Linked DNA regions of Zea mays: regions 2 and 3 are each linked to region 1. A link is a contact called in public Hi-C data. All regions are on one chromosome and are shown on one strand. The core of a region is the stretch at or near the end of the contact, and the rest is flanking DNA. Distances in the headings are between cores, read along the strand shown.

What was found. Hi-C and Micro-C count contacts between places; a contact is called where the count stands out from the background.
Region 2: a contact with region 1 is called in a Hi-C map of leaf, with 6 times the contacts expected there. The contact joins the promoter of LOC100272587 here to the promoter of LOC100193455 in region 1. A contact is called at or near these places in 8 of 25 Hi-C or Micro-C datasets (ear, leaf, leaf mesophyll and 4 more).
Region 3: a contact with region 1 is called in a Hi-C map of endosperm, with 2.1 times the contacts expected there. The contact joins the promoter of LOC103655753 here to the promoter of LOC100193455 in region 1. A contact is called at or near these places in 2 of 25 Hi-C or Micro-C datasets (bundle sheath and endosperm).

The regions. Positions count from the first base shown.
Region 1 is chr4:187,905,848-187,909,306 of Zm-B73-REFERENCE-NAM-5.0, forward strand. LOC100193455 (Nuclear-pore anchor) reads left to right here and starts at 2,121. Exons shown (of 49, transcript NM_001358735.1): 1 at 2,121-2,633; 2 at 2,716-2,862. The coding sequence starts at 2,328. LOC103655758 reads right to left here and starts at 354. Exons shown (of 3, transcript XM_023302312.1): 1 at 169-354; 2 at 1-61. The coding sequence starts at 354.
Region 2 is chr4:187,637,500-187,640,666 of Zm-B73-REFERENCE-NAM-5.0, forward strand. LOC100272587 reads left to right here and starts at 1,460. Exons shown (of 2, transcript NM_001147050.1): 1 at 1,460-1,840; 2 at 1,951-3,147. The coding sequence starts at 1,570. The coding sequence ends at 2,186.
Region 3 is chr4:187,495,933-187,499,511 of Zm-B73-REFERENCE-NAM-5.0, forward strand. It overlaps LOC103655753 (protease Do-like 9), which reads left to right and starts at 2,250. Exons shown (of 10, transcript XR_002269232.1): 1 at 2,250-2,955; 2 at 3,197-3,396; 3 at 3,538-3,579.

The DNA of each region.
Region 1 (3,459 bases), core at 871-3,370:
CGGCGCACACGTCGTCCGCCGCCGCCACGATGGCGCCCGCATGCCAGTTCCCCTCCACGTCCTGACCAGGGGTAGGGGAGGGAGAGAGCCAAGCCAAGAACCTATCACACGACCTTTGGTCTCCACGAGAGCTGGGATGGGAGGAAGGAGGGACGGCAAGGCACGCACCGTGAGGTGGGGCGGCACGCGAAGCGAGCAGAGCGCGCGGCCGCGCTCCGCGAGGGACACACGCATGCCGGAGAGCGGCAGCGCGTTGAAGCCTCGGCCCGGGGCGTCCTCCGCCGTGGCGCCGGCGTTCTCCAGCCACCTGCGCGCCGCGGCAGACATCCACGCCGACGGCTCCACCGCGCCCATGCTGCCGAATGCTGTGTCGCGGATGACCACGCTGGCTACCTGACTTGTTTGTTTGACCGTCTGCGGTCTGCCTCGACCGTCGCCACACGCTCGCGTGAAGGGGGTTGTTGCACACGACGCGTGATGAGAACGGAGGAGGAGGAGGAGGCGGCGGGACAGTGGATATAGGGAGAGGTTAGCGAGTGTCTGAATCCCCTTCCATGGAGGTTGGGGCGCGCAGATCTGGGCGGCGTCAGACGCTCCCCTTCCATGGAGGCTGGGGCACGCAGATCCGGAGCGGCGTCTGATTCTCCTTCCATGGACGACGCAGACACGTCGATTCTGGAGATCTCCAACTGGAGAGAGCGGACGATCACAATAGCGCGGACGCGGCTGCCATGGATGCGACTGCAATGGGCGGCGGCGGGGCTACGGGCGCGGGGAGGGGAATCGCGAGCGGGGGCATGCGACCGCGGATTTCGCCGGAAAGATAGCGAGGGCACACTGTACCGATTCATTATCTGGGCCGCACCAAACATCGCTGGAATACGGGCCACATGAAGATTTTAGCCCAGGACACGAGCATTGTTTGTGGTGCTTTCTTTACTATTGTGGTTAGTGCCATACCGGCTAGTGAAACAGGCAGAGAACGACTTATAAGCGTTGGTGCAGCCCCAAATGTTAACTTGCTAGCGGCTCAATGGCGTTGGTAGAGAACGATTTAGGTAATGTTGTAGATATTTGTTTTGCTTGGCGAGGAAATGGGCCCCTGCTGGTTTGCATGCGTTGGGAGGGCGATTGCTTGGCGAGGAAATGGGCCCCTGCTGGTTTGCATGCGTTGGGAGGGCGAGGGAGCAGAGCTGCGCGTTGGGCCCGACGTGGGAGCCTGGGAGGCAGAACCGTGCACCATCTGAGGTGTGAAGTCTACACTATCCTCTTATATAGTAGTAGAGAAACTAAGAGCTAAATTGATTATTATTTTGGGATGAAAGGAGCACATGTCAACCACACTTTATCTAGACTAGAGATGGCAACGAGCGCGTACCCGCTGGGTACTATGTTCCCAAACCCGTACCGCGAAATTAAAATATACCCGCTAAGAAACCCATGTCCGCAGCCGGGTACAAGTTTTTGCCCGTACCCGTGCCCACCCGGGTATTGGGTACCCGCGGGCTACCCGTGCCCGACAAGAAAGCTAATGGGCTGGGCTGCCAACCATGTTTACTAGGCTGGGCTCATTCGGATGCTAGCCAATCGTTCCTGCACTGAGGCTCTAGATTTCATAGATAGCTAATGGGCTGGGCTGCCAACCATGTTTACTAGGCCATAAAATGAACTTTTGGTTTGTTTAATAATATTATGCCGGATTTTAGAAACCCATGGGTTTGCGGGTATGGGTACTAGGATCCCATACCCGTACCCGCGTACCCGCTGGGTTTAGCTTATCACCCATTAAGAAACCCGTGGGTTTGGATATTAGCCCGTACCCGTCCCATAATAGGGTAAAAACCCACCGGGTTTCGGGTTTCGGGTACCCATTGCCATCTCTAATCTAGACGTGTTAAGCAGGAACTAAACAGATCCTATAGTGAGAAGGTGACACACAAGCACGGCCCAGAAGCAGTTATTCGAAACCGGGGCCATGGACTTTTTCTCTCTAGACCACTCAGCTTCCTCAGACGCCGCAGGCCCAGTCTACGTAGCCCATTTTATATAGGGAACGCGGGCCGATGTTTAATCGACTCAGTTTCACTACACACTCCGCGACATATTTGCTGCCTCACTTCACGCCGCTTTGTTTCTCGCTGTCTCTCGACTCTCTACTCACTACTGCCCAATTGAGCCCCTCCGCTTCCGCCCTTCCGCCCTTCCGCCACCACCACCACACCTCGTCCAGCGGCGGTCGGCAAACCCTAGAACCTTAGACCCATCCGCCATACTGCGGTTACTGGGCGCGGGCTAGGGCCGGGCCTCCGTAATCGCAGCTTGCGGCGATGCCGCTTTTCATCTCCGACGAGGAGCTCCGTCTCCTCGGCGGCGACACGGCTGCCGTTGCCGAGCGGGCTGATGCTGCCATCCGTGAGCTCCGGCGGCAGGTGGATACCGTACGCGCCGAGGCGGATGCCGCTGCGATCGCTGCCGAGCAGACCTGCGCCCTCCTCGAGCAACGGTACGCCTCCCTCTCCGCGGAGTTCGATCGCTCCAAGGCCGAGGCTGCCGAGCTCACCGCCTCTGCCGAGCGCCGCGCTGCCGAGCTTGCCTCCTCTCAGGCGGAGATACATCAGCTTCGCATCCAGGCGGTAAGACACTAGGTTTTCAGTAGAATGATCACTTTGTTTGGTTTGGTTGGGTGCACTGATCACTCGATGTTTGTTGTTGTAGATTGCTAAGGATGGTGAGGTGGAGAGGTTGAAAATTGAAATCTCGGAGCTGCACAAGTCCAAGTGCCAGTCGCTGGAGTTGATTGAGCAGAGAGATGCAGAAATTAAAGAGAAGGACGGCATCATCCAGAGCTACTACAATAAAATTGTGAGCACTTCTGTTTAAGTACTTCTAATAATATATATGCTCTAACCAGTCAATTTGGCCGCCATATTCATATTGCATGTAGGTTATATGGTTACATAAATAATTTTTTTGCCTGCTGCAACTGAATAGGGATATTCTCATAAATTCGCGCATGTTTGTTAGGGAAAATGTGGATACTGTAGGATGGTAAGTTCCACATGATAGGCTGCTAGATCTTATCTTAGATTCTTGTCAGTATTGAACTTTGTAATGTCAAAGCTCGCTCAGTTATACGACCAGCACTATCTAAACTATAAATGCATAAACTCTTTTGATCAGTGACCTATGAATATTCCATTAAGCCCTGCCACTACTGTTGTAGCCTTGTGGTCCATAGACACCTATTTACATGTTCTATTCTGCCTAAGCTGTGGTGGACAATTTCTCTTCCTGAATTTGCAAGTCGCAAGAAGTATGACTTGCCACATGTTCCATATCATGTGTAGCAGACAACCAAAAAAGGCTCTTAGTTTTTCATTTAATTTTTACACTTATTTACATGCTCTCTTATCTTGGGGATCGGGTATATATTCTGCAAATTTTTATGTAAGTTCACTG
Region 2 (3,167 bases), core at 210-2,709, 270 kb before region 1:
ATGCTCAAGCAGCATGGCGCAAAGATGTTGAGTGCGCTTTTGGAGTGTTGAAATCTCGGTTCAACATTATAGCAGTTCCTGGACGTTCTTACTCTCAACGTACTCTTGGTTTGATCACGCGTGCATGTGTCATTTTGCACAATATAATCATCGATGACGAGCGTGATGCCGATTTAGACGAGACATATGACACAGTTGATTCTACAGTCGGCCCGTCGATCTACTACAATGCAACCCCGAGCCTAGCAGCTAGGATTCAAATGGACAACGAGATGACGGACACATCGACGTATACACAACTACTAAATGATTTGGTTGAACATGTATGGGGACATAATAATCATTAGATTTATGTAATTTTCTATTAATTATTATGTATTTTTAAATCGTCATGTAATTTTATTTTAATTATTACGCAATTTGTAATTTTTAATTCAATAAAAATATTATGTTGTGTGTTTTCTGAGCGTTGAAATAAATCCGCGTGAATTACTTAATTCTGAAATAGAAAAGCTGATGTGGCTATAGCCTGAGGCTGTAGCCTGCTGCAGCCTGTGCACTGGAGCAGCAGAGGCGAGAGTGGAGGCGAGAGCTGACGTGGCAGGGGCGAGAGGGAGGCTGTGCACTGGACTCAGCCTTAGGCTGCCTCCAGCAACAGACTGTAAGTGGTCCGCTACGGTATATATAGCGTTTTCTACCGTCCGGTAGCCCTCCAGCAACAACCGCTAACAGGTCCTGTAAAATAGAGTATGCCTCTAGCAACCGCCAAATCTGGAGCATACGCTATCCGCGTCAAACTGGCCTCACGCGCTCGCAGTCTGGCTTCTCGCGCTCGCTCTCGTTCAGATTTTGTTTTCTCTAAATATCTACAAGTTTGTTTTGTCGTGAAAATAGCATAGAAAAAAGAATAATATATTTAAAAGCTAGTTCTACAACTTCAGATCGTCTTTAAGAACTTAAATTTTAACTAATATGTCTTAGATATTTTTTTGCATACTATTTATTCGTTCGCAAATATGTATTATTGAATATAGTAACAATGGATAAATGAAGTAGTTTAAGTAACCCTCTAGATATAGAAACGACTTTGAGTGGTAATTAATATTTACTATTTGAAAAAAATATTATTATGTTACTCAAATTTTATTTTGGAAAATAGTAATTAAAAATTAATTAAATATACTATGTTGGGCATCATTTTTTAATGTTATAGCGTGTAATGCAAACAAAACAAAAAAGCTAAATCAATGGGAAAAAAGAAAGTTTGTTAACACTGTAGCTTTAGAGAACCAAATTTAGAGTACGTTGCTGGAGACTGAGAAGATATAGAGGACAAAATCTTTTAGAGTGTGCTGTAAAGTATAGAGAATATTTTTTTAGAGCATGGAATTTAGAGAACGCTGCTGGAGACAGCCTTATATATATATACATATACCACTACGGGTCTACCAACTCTGCATTTGAGTTGCTCGTCCTCTCCCCACTTTCTATCACGCAATTCCTATCTCGCAGTCGTCGCCGCTCCCCGGCCGGGACCCAGCAGAGCAGAGCAGGCAGTGTCGGCGCAGCATGGGGAACTGCCAGGCGGCGGAGGCGGCGACGGTGCTGCTCCAGCACCCGGGCGGGCGGGTGGAGCGGCTCTACTGGTCAACCAGCGCCGCCGAGGTCATGCGCGCCAACCCAGGCCACTACGTCGCGCTCGTCACGCTCCGCGTCGCCGAGGAGCGGCAGGACGCCCCCGGCGGCGAGCGGCGCACCGTGCGCCTCACGCGCGTCAAGCTGCTCAAGCCCAAGGAGGCGCTGCTCCTCGGCCACGTCTACCGCCTCATCACCACCCAGGGTATGTGCGCACTGCGCAGTAGCAGCGTAGAAATAATCCTCACCCAGTATGCGCTCCCATGCCCTGCTGCCACGACCACGAGCAACCTAACTTGCGCTGCCCTGATGCAGAGGTGGCGAGGGCGGTGCGGGCGAGGAAGGAGGAGAAGCAGAGGAAAGCGCAGCAGCTGCTTGAGTCGAGGCAGGGTGTCGCGAGGGGCGCGGCCGAGGGGGAGGACGACGACGACGAGGCAGCCCTGGACGCCAGCCTTGATCAGGTGACTCAACTGCTTTTTGATCGCTTCTTCAAGGGCGTATCAGTTGTTCAGCTTCTCGTGACTATCCTCATCACCTGTTCTTGTCACTGAAGAAAAAAATCTGACACAATGGAGAATCAACAAGTAAACAACTAAAATTTTCCAATTACATCCAATTCATGTAGCGAACAAGCTCTTAAGGGGTAGTTTGAGAATCACATTATTCTAGAGATTTCCATTTTCTCAAATAAAAATTAGTTTATTTTTCTTGGAAAAATAAAAATCCTTTAAAAGCAGAGTTTCCAAACTAGACTTAGTAAACAAAATATCACAAATTCAATATTCCAGGTGAAATGCAAACAAGAAGATCGAAGTATTTTTTTTTCAAGAAAAAAAACGTGTAACTAACTAACTAACTGATGGCTGATGGTGCTATAGCCTATAGTAGCACCGAGAAGGAAGTACACCATTAGATTAGGGGATAGATTAGTAGGTGAGTTTCAACTGATGTCAGGGCCGGGCGAGGAATCTTTTCCTTTTCCTACGGATTTTACTAACCATGGAACATGCAAAGGTTCCTTCTTCTCATCACTCTTCTGTTCTCCCTCCATCTGACTGCAGTTGGCGCGTCAGGACAACAGCAGCCGGAGCTCCAGTGCAGGGCAACGGCAGTGGCGGCCGTCGCTGCAGAGCATCGAAGAGGCCACGACCTGATGTCAGCTCAGCTCAGTACACTCATACCACGCAACCGTAGGGGTAGGGCCGTAATCACTGACCGCTGGACCTGTATCTTCTCGGTGATTCACCTGGCCTCGATTAGTTCATCGCAGGGGGTTGCTATTGGCTTACTCCTACATTTGCACGCTGTGAGTTTGACACCCTGGGACGAGAGGACTACTTCAGATGCAGTATGTAGCCTCTGGATCCGTGTAAATTTTCAGGCCCTTGGTCAGGAGTTTGTTAGTGAGTTTGCTTTTCCTTTCTTTTTTTTTTCTCTCCCCTCCATACAGTTTGCGCACCGAATCATGACAAATTAGAGTACTAGCTTATACTATTAGATTTACAACCAGACATGTCATTTACTTCATACTC
Region 3 (3,579 bases), core at 1,000-3,499, 410 kb before region 1:
CGCAACAGACACAATTGTGGCTCGCGACAGACAGACATTGCCTACAGGGCATGCAAAAAATACGCGGCTCGACAATGATGGTCTGACTCAACTGGAGTGGTCCGATTAAGCGAGAGTGCGACATAGCAATCACATGACGCAACCAAGTTCGAACGACACAAATATTGCGTCGTGTTGCCAAGGCGCAGTCAATATTCAGCTAATGCCATAACTCAGCCGATAATAACATAGTTTGATCAGTGTGTCTGAGTACCAACTATACAATTTAATCGCTCCATGTGAGTCCGAAGGCTCAACACATAACAAATATTTAGAGCGATATGAAAAAAAGTAGCATGGCCTTCACATGCATTTTAATAATTATCTACTAAATATTTGCTACGAGAAATAAAAGTAGAAAAATAAACACCAAAATTATTGCATGAGCATAATACGTCAGGTGTAAAAAGTATTTCCATATTTAAACATGTACTTTTCTACTAATTATTTACTGCTGGAAATAATTAATTAAAGTGGAATCTGAAACATAAAATGTTTTATTCTTTCCGTTTATTTTCAGATAGCTTAGTCGTGTGTGCTTAGAAAAATACACCAAAACGCGTTTGGTGAACGCATGCAATCACATAGGCCATCCAATTGCAAAACGCTTCTGAACGCATGCTCGCACGACCCTTTCTTTTTTTTTGTTTGACTCGGCAAAGCCATGCACAACTCTCTCCTATTTTTATGTGCTGCTTTGACCAGAAGCTCAACAGCCTCTCCTATTGCAACGGATGGAAGGACCAGTACGGAGCGCGAAGCGGATCTGGTACGCGATGGTGGGAAACGCATCGGCCAGACAGAACGGTTCCTCTCGCAGACGTGCGCAACTTCTGGCACGTGGGCACGAACGACCACGACGCAGGCACATCGTCCGACGTGGGCTAGCTAGCACGTGTGCGTAGAAGCACATCGACGATGGTAGTTTATCGCGCATGAATCACAGTCCGTATCAAGAACATTAAACATGCCGATCTATTCCGTAGAGGAAAAATCGAAGTCTCTCGCGTAGGAGAGTTCGGCTAGGCCAGAGACCTGCCGGCTTGACGGAGAGTTGATGCAGATCTGATCTCGCCGCAGCAACGTCGAGGTAGAGCGTGCTGATAACGTGTTGAGAACTACGTTACCACGGATCACCAGATCCGCTCCCTTCCCTCCCGTCAGCAGTAGAGGCACAAGAAGATGTAGAGAACCCGTCTCCCTTTCCATAAGCACGACAGAGGAAACACACGAGACACTGGTATAGGGTTGGGCCTCTGGCCTCTTTCTGATCTATATTCCATATGAGGGGTACAAGTTCTATATATAGAGACGCGATAGCCCTCAGGGCTATATTCGATATTTGCCCACATAACCCTAACTAGGGTTACTTAACAGTTTGATAATACGTAACAGCTCTTAGAGCAACTCCAACAGTCTATATATAAATTTTAGCTAAATTTAGAATTTAGAGAACTGTAAAAAAGATAGACAGGATCCTAACGGATGGTATATCCAACAAACTCTTCAAATATCAGTGGCGAAGCCAGGCTGACCGTCGTCGCACCTTGACAATGTGCTCCCCATATTGGCATCCTCCATAGCCGTCTAGCTACCAACGCCGCTCGCCCACCACCCACACATGAGAGGCTGAAACTCGAACTCACACCATGGTCCATGGCAAACAGGCTGACCCGTGGAGCTGCTAGATGCCTAGAGGCTACACCGCTACAGCCTACTTTGTAAATGGATGATGCAGAATTGAATATCATATCGAGTACATAGCGGCAGCGGGTTTGACCTCAGTGCCAGAAGATCCATCGCAATGGTGCCGCCTCGATGGACGGTTGGACGCCGTACCTCCTCCAGCCAGAGCCCGAGCACGTCTCCAGTCTAGCCCCGGCTCCGCGTCGCCTTCGACAATCATGCCTAACTCGAGCGGGAAGGCACGGAGCGAGAACCAGAGCAGGGGCGCGGGAACCTGAGCGGGGCGAGTAGGAGGGCGAGCATGAGGTTGGGAGAACGCGTCGGCTGGCAGATGGCGAGTCCCGAGCGCTAGCCAAAGATACCGAGCGACGGGAAGCTGATGGCGAGTGAGATACGATGGCGAGGTCGAAGGCGATGCTGTTGGAAGCCGTTTGCATAGTGATTTTCTTTTTTTTACCGAGCACATGTTGTTTAACCAGCCTGTTGGAGTTGCTCTTAGTGGTCAGAAGTAAAAAAGCACAACCAAACAAGGCCGGACGAAAAAAAGCTCTGAATTGCAGTACGCAGACATCATAATTACGTAAACTCAGCCCATCCTGGGCGGCCCACCTCGAACCGGTCCAGATTACTCTGACCGGACCGACCTTTCTTCGTCTTCCCCGTTCGGTATTTCCGCCCTCGGCGCCGGGAAACCCTAGCCCGCGTCCATGGACGATCCCTCCTCCGCCTCCAACAAGCGCAAGCGCGGGCGCAAGCCCAAGGTGTCGCCGCCCTCCCCCGACCGCTCATCCCCCTCTGCGGTGGCCGCCCCCGCTCCCGTTCCGGTTGCGCGCCGTGGCCGCAAGCCGCGACGTCATGAGGACCCCGCCGACGCGGACGCCGCGCGTCCGCCGTCCCCGCTCCGCCGCAGGGTGCTTAATACGGTGGCAAATGGAGGCGATGCGGTGGCGGAGGCAGGCCCCGCGAGCTGGGACGAGGTGGTGAGGGTGGTGCCGTGCATGGACGCCGTGGTCAAGGTGTTCTGCGTGCACACGGAGCCCAACTTCTCGCTGCCGTGGCAGCGGAAGCGGCAGTACAGCTCTAGCAGTAGCGGGTTTATCATCAGCGGCCGCCGTGTCCTCACCAATGCCCACTCCGTGGAGCACTATACCCAGGTTAAGCTTAAGAAGCGCGGCTCTGACACCAAGTACCTTGCCACCGTCCTGGCCATCGGCACAGAGTGCGATATTGGTGCGCCCGCTCTTCCCATCCCTGCCCTGCCTCCATTGTTTATTTCTTACTATCGTTAATTTTCTTATTGTTATGTAACCATGAAAATCAGATGCATAATAATGTCTGTATTGTTTTCTTGGAATCTATGAAACTTCTGACGTTATAGAATCATTTATGAGTTATGGAATGATACTTAAGATTTTTCCCTGTTGCTTATGCAATCTAATTTGATATTTTTCATTTGTTCTATCTGTCTCAGCGCTCTTAACTGTCAATGACGATGAATTCTGGGAAGGAGTTTCACCTGTCGAGTTCGGAACATTACCGGCCCTTCAGGACGCAGTTACTGTTGTTGGTTATCCAATTGGAGGAGATACTATATCCGTGACAAGTGGAGTTGTCTCTAGGATAGAAATACTTTCATACGTTCATGGTTCTACAGAACTTCTAGGATTGCAGGTACCTTTCCCCCCTGAAATTATAATAACTTCAAATAAACCTTTATATAAAGATGGATGTTGCAAGTGAAGTAAATCTATTGAGAAATAATAACTTATCTGCTTACCGGCATGTCTAATACGGGCCTTGTCTTGTTGATAGATAGATGCAGCTATTAATTCAGGAAATTCAGGTGGTCCAGCT